2 separate regions of the Sus scrofa genome follow, and region 1 is linked to region 2. A link is a contact called in public HiChIP or PLAC-seq data. All regions are on one chromosome and are shown on one strand. Each heading gives the region's core, a stretch centred on a gene start, on an enhancer-like site or on the middle of the called end of the contact. The rest is flanking DNA. Distances are from core to core; before and after follow the strand shown.

Region 1 (2,907 bases), core at 186-2,685, 110 kb before region 2:
CTTTTGGTGGGCAAAAGGAGCCAGGTTCATTTCCTGCTTGCACATGTGGACATGTGACCAAGGCTGGCCAATTAGAGCCTTTCATCACCACAGAGTCAAGGATTGGTTCAGGGATGGACAGGTGACTCCAGCTCAACCAATCACTGTGGGAGTTTGGGGACTCCCTGGAGGTGATGATTGGGTCCCTCTTTTTTTCTTCTTTTTTTGGCCACCCCATTGCATCTGGAGTTCCCCAGGCCAGGGATCAGATCCAAGCTGCAGCTGTGGCATAGATTGAAAATGCAGCTGAGATCTCATCCCTTAACCCACTGTGCTGAGCCAGGGATCAAACATGTGTCCTGGCGCTGCAGAGACACCACCCATCCTGTTGCACCACAGTGGGAATCCGATAGGGATCATTTTTGCCACCACAAAAGGACAGCAGAACAGAGTCCCAGGGTCCTTGTGGTGGAGTCCACAAATATCCCCACCCTGTGAAGTCAGTGTGGGGCCAGAGGGAAGGATGCGGGCTGGAGGGTCCTGAAAGTGTTTCTGGGAGGAGAGGGCATTGGAGTTGGGGCTTTGATGGACGGAGAGGAGTTCACCAGGGAGCTGGAGAAGGGCACTCCAAGCAAAGGGAACAGCCTATGCAACCCCAGCAGACAAGAGAGAGCCAAGCATGTCCTCAGCCATCCTTGTGGCTCTGTGGGAGCCAGAGCATAGAGAGGACAGCTGTAGATATGTTTTTTTATTTGTGGATGTTCTCCACCTCAGCTCCCAGTGGATGAAAACCAGGTCTGCTTTGTTAGATGCTGAAGCTACATTAATATCTGTGACTGGGTGACCCTCCTTTTGGGGACATAGAGGGATGGGATGGGTGAGGGAGTGGTGAATGGGGAGATTGGATTATGGGGCAGGAGAACCTGCAATTGCTTTGAGGGTGGCCCCAGGAGCCAGGAGGATCTGGGCCATGGTCCAGGCAGAAGGGGGGTGATTCCTCATCTGTGAATCCTGGACTCTGTGAACAGTGCTCCAGAAGGAGGCAGGTTAGATCTCGGGCTGTGGATACCGAGTACCACCTCTTTCCTACTGTGTGACCATGGGCTAGTGGCTGCACCTCTCTGAACCTCACTTTCCTCATTTGGAGCCAGACCTCACTGTAGGACAAGGGGAGTACTGGGGCACAGAGGGGGTACAGAGTCTGTGGAGCTAGATAGGGGGATGCTGAGGCAGGGGGGGAGGGGTTGGGCCTGTCCAGAACTTTCCATCAGCAGTTCCCAGCCTCTTTGAAAACAGGAAGCCAGCTCTCAAGGGAGTCCCCAGAAGCACTTCCTGAGCCTCCTCATGACGCAGGCTTGCGGGGGTGGGGGGGGCGGTGTGCGTGCATACATGTGTGTTTGCAGGCGGCTTAGAAGTAGGTGGAGCCACTAGCCTCTGCCTACGTGTTGGCGTGTCCGCCTTGTCTATGGAGTGGCCCGGAGGGCTGTGCACATGTGCAGATGTACTTGAATGTGGAACACATCTCTGTCAATACAGGAAGCACATGTGGGCGCATTTGCATGTCTGGGTCTAGGTGTTAGGCACCAGTGTCTGTTGGCAGTGGGTACCGGTGTATGCTGGCAAGAGCTGGCTTGTCCTGGAGTGTTCTGACCTGTCCAGGCTTTTGCCGATATGGACTGGTATGGCCTAATATGTGCTGGCAGGTAGGAGGCTGTATGGCAGCCCCCAGCCCTCTGAATCCCCAAGTAAACCTTGATTCAGCTGCTGGTGGTCCCTCTGGATTCCATCTCTTCCCTGCTCCAAATACAGCATGGCTCCTCCTGGTCCGAAAGGCCCTGCACAGTCCCTGTGACTGCCCTGCCCTCCTTTCCATCCATCTGCTCCTCACACATCAGTCCCTGGCCAACCTGCCTCCTTGCTGTTCCTGGAGACAGCCACATATGTTTCTACCTCAGGGCCTTTGCACCTGCTATACCCACTGCCCTTGACTGCTCTTCCTTCCCCTCCTCACCATCTCTCAGGCCCCAGGATACTGGCCTTGAGCAAGTCACCCCTCTCCTGCTTCTTGACTACCTCTCTGTCTTCTCTTGAGTCCTGACCACAGGTCCCAGCTTTGGCCACTTCCCTGTGCATCCAAGGATGAGTGGAACTTCCTCTATAAGCCTCAGTTTATTCTCCTGTAAACTGAGGCCAGTTTTGGTGTGGCCTCATTCACCCAGAGTCACCCAGAGAGTAGAAAGGCCTGGATTCAAACCTGGGCTGGCCAGATTCCCAAAGACATTATTCCTTTTTTTTTTTTTTTTTTTTTTTTTTTTTTTTTTTTTTGTCTTTTTAGGGCTGCACTCACAGCATATGGAAATTCCTAGGCTAGGGGTTGAATCACAGCTGTAGCCTCTGGCCTACACCACAGCCATAGCAACATAGGATCTGAGCCACATCTATGACCTACACCACAGCTCACGGCCACACCAGATCCTTAACCTACTGAGTGAGGGCAGGGATCTAACCAGCCTCCTCACAGATACTACTCAGATTTGTTTTCACTGAGCCATGACGGGAACTCCCACAGAGGCTTTATCCTTGCTCCTATTAAATGAGAGAAACACTTAAGGGTCGAGGACACTCTAGGGTCACCAAGCCACAAGGGCTAAGTGGAGCCAAACTGGGGCCTCCTGTGGGTTACGTTCCTAGGGTGCCTTTTTCTTGCTCACAAACTTCTGCTCATCCTTCAAAACCCCATCATCAGTACCCCTTTTCTCTGACCAGTTCTGATCTCAGGGGCTGAGGGCACTTTTTGTCTGGCCATGTCTGTCTGCTCTAGACTGGCCAGGGCTGAGGCCTCTCAGGAGCCTAGCATCACCCAAACAGGTACAGGGGACCATGTTTCTCACATGCCAACTTCCTGGAGCTAGCCCAGGTCCCCCTGCA
Region 2 (2,700 bases), core at 134-2,633:
TGAGAGTCATGCAGCCAGGCTCTGTCTCTCTGGAGCTTGGATCTAATGTCAGAGCAGATTCCAGCTCTCTCCCCTGTGATGCTAAGTGACCCACTGGGCACCTCAGAGCCTCCCTTTCTCCCATTTGTGGGTTGTTAGCAAGATCTCTGTGTCCTACGTGGTGAGGGCACTTTCCAGGCACTGCAGCCCAGTCTGCATTCCTTCTGGAGACACCCATGCAGCACCACCTAGTGTTGGAGCTAGACCAAGGCTGTGCATGACTTGCTCCCGCCTTCCACCCCGGAGCTGACAGTGAATAAAAGCCCACATTTACAAAAAGGAGGTCCAATGTCTGGATTTGTGAGGGGCCAAGAAAAGGGTAAGGGAAGAGTGGGGTGGAGGCGGGATGAAAACAGACCCGTGGCTCAAAGTCACTTGAAGTGGGTTTTGAAGGCTGCTGGGAGTTCATCATTGAGCTGCCCTCTCCGTGTACCCATCAGAGTACCCATCAGAGGCTCTGTCCTTCAGGGCTTCGTCTGGGGCCCCGAAGCTGTGGCAATAAATAAACCATCTGTGTCCTTTTTATATTAGTCTTTGCTTGGGCTGTCCCCTACAATTCTCCTCACCCCCTTCGGAACCCAGACCAGCCCGAGTGCCTTCGGTTACCTCCGAAGTAACCCGTAGGGTCGGAAACCCTTGGCCACGCCTCCCGATTCCGAGTGTCTTGGCTATTTCCGGAAACAGCCTGGGCATCTGGGCAGGCACTGGGTTAGTTATCCCTACCGGCGAGTTGATTCAGCTGTTCCCGGATCCTCTGGGCTACCGTGAAGACCTCAGATTTCAACCCCGGCTTCTTCTGGGCCATCAGCTTGTTTCCTGAAAAGCTCAGGTTTCTGTGGCTAGCCCCTTCCCCCATCTCCGCCACCTCCAGTTTCTTGAATTTGGGGCCACCTCACCCGCCCTTTGGAGATGTCCATGCTTCGACAGTTTCAGGAAGGTGCCTTTGGATCTAAGTTCCTAGGGCCTCATTTGGGACCGAACACACTTGGTTCTTGACAAACTTTCCGAAGTCTCCAGGCCCATCCCCTGTTCGGCTAGTCCAGCTAGAGCGCGCTCGGGCCATTTCCGGAATCGCTCGGTCTTCTCTGAGAGCAGCCGAGCCTAGCCAACCCGAGCTCGGGTCGCTCACCTGACCCGATTGTGCTCGGTTATTTCCGGAAGTGATCGGTTATCCCGGGGCAAACACCCCCGTACCCTCCAGTCCCGCGGGAGTACGTTCGGCTCTTTCCGGAAGCACTCGGGTGTCCCCAGCCTCCGCCTCCGCTTCGTTTCACCCGCCTTACCCGAATACACTCGGCTGTTTCCGCCGGAGGCGGGCCCGACCGATCGGAACCGCGGCGGCGGCGGCGGCGGCGGCGGCGGCGGCGGCGGCGGCGGCGGGGATCCCGCGGCTGCGGCGACGGCGGCCGCGGTGTAGCCACGGATCGGGCTCGGCTCGGCGTGACGGCTGCCGCGGCGGCGGCGGAGGCGGCCGCGACCAGGTAAGTCCAGGCTGGTCCGCGTGGCAGGCCGGGCAAAGGGTGCGCTTAAATGCAGGGCGCCCAAGCAGAGCGTGGGGCCACGGTTGAAGCCAGAACGCAAGCCGGGCTGCATCGGGCCCCGCGGGAACAGGGGGCCGCAGGGAGCGGGAGGCCTCAGGCTCGATCTGGCTGCGGTGCATCATCCGAGACAAGACGATGGGGGCAGTACGGGAGACCCTAGGCAGAGATAAAGGGTTGGAGCCGCGGCCCTGAATTGAGAGAGGCCCTGCCAGGAGTAGGGCGTCGAGTAGTAATGAGGGGCGCCCAGGCATTGTGTGGGGCATAGTAGGGTGCAAGACAGTAGAGGGTCGACTCCACTTCCGGCCCCTGGACTGGTCTGCGGGGTCCACGCAGGCTCAAAAGTGCGTCTTCACACGCATGAGCACGCAGGCCCTGTGTCCAGCCTCCAAGCCCCCAGCCAGGACTGTCCCCTCCACCCCGCCTCTTGGATTCGAGGTTCGAGGAGCGCTGGTTCCCAGGCGTGCTCACCGGGGCATGTGCAAACGTGTGCACGCCAGGGCGCGGAGGCGGGCAGACAAACGGATTCAGGAGGTTTCTTGGACGTCCCTCTCGCTGGGCCTCAGTTTCCCCACCTGTACAGTGGGGGCACAGGGGCCAGGGAACAGGTAAGTTGGAATGTAGAGCTTTTGCTCCGTGCTCAGATACCTCTTGCCGCTCCGCGTGATCGAAGAATAAAGCCTGACTCTCTGTCTGGCACTCGAGGCCTTGCGTGTTCTGAGGCTTCCTTAAGGCACCCTGAACTCTTGGCAAGCATTTCTTGCAGTCAAGCCTTTGCATGTACTGTTCCCTCTGGCTAATACCCCCTCCTGTCCTCTGTGAGGACCCGCCCTCCAGAAAACACCACCCCTCCCCACCACCATCCCCAACCTCTCAGGAGAACTCAACCTGCAGGGCTGAGATTGGATGTCTGTGCTGGGCTGTGTCTGCCTGAGACTGAGGGCTCTTGGGAGGTGATCATTGCCCTTCCAGCAGCCTCCCCCTTGGCAGCAGCCATGCCCCACCCCCATGTACCCCTTGCTGGCTCCATGGGGACAAGGTCCTCTGGGCCTCCTACCCATCCTCTCATGTGTTGAGTACCTCCTGTGGCCCCCAAACTGAGCCATGTCAGGACTCCTGTCCC

Evidence for each region. HiChIP or PLAC-seq counts read pairs in DNA pulled down with a chosen protein or histone mark.
Region 1: a contact with region 2 is called in an H3K27ac HiChIP or PLAC-seq map of alveolar macrophages. The contact joins the enhancer-like site here to the promoter of PIK3R2 in region 2. A contact is called at or near these places in 2 of 5 promoter capture datasets (fetal liver and liver), 8 of 47 Hi-C or Micro-C datasets (blood, brain, embryonic fibroblasts and 4 more) and 2 of 2 datasets of contacts at active chromatin or transcription factors (alveolar macrophages and skeletal muscle).

Annotation. Positions count from the first base shown.
Region 1 is chr2:59,763,044-59,765,950 of Sscrofa11.1, reverse strand. All of the region lies in intron 3 of LOC106507304 (a long non-coding RNA gene), which reads right to left. Among named protein-coding and RNA genes, the nearest start is that of ARRDC2, 14 kb to the left of the region's middle. Within about 2 kb of position 1,435, at least 34 of the 83 cell types and tissues checked have an H3K27ac peak or open chromatin away from gene starts, as enhancers often do. A contact at or near this core is called in alveolar macrophages, fetal liver, liver and 2 more, where this site is marked.
Region 2 is chr2:59,650,758-59,653,457 of Sscrofa11.1, reverse strand. It overlaps PIK3R2 (phosphatidylinositol 3-kinase regulatory subunit beta), which reads left to right and starts at 1,383. Exons shown (of 16, transcript XM_021083506.1): 1 at 1,383-1,520. MAST3 (microtubule-associated serine/threonine-protein kinase 3) reads left to right here. Exons shown (of 28, transcript XM_021083495.1): 28 at 1-558.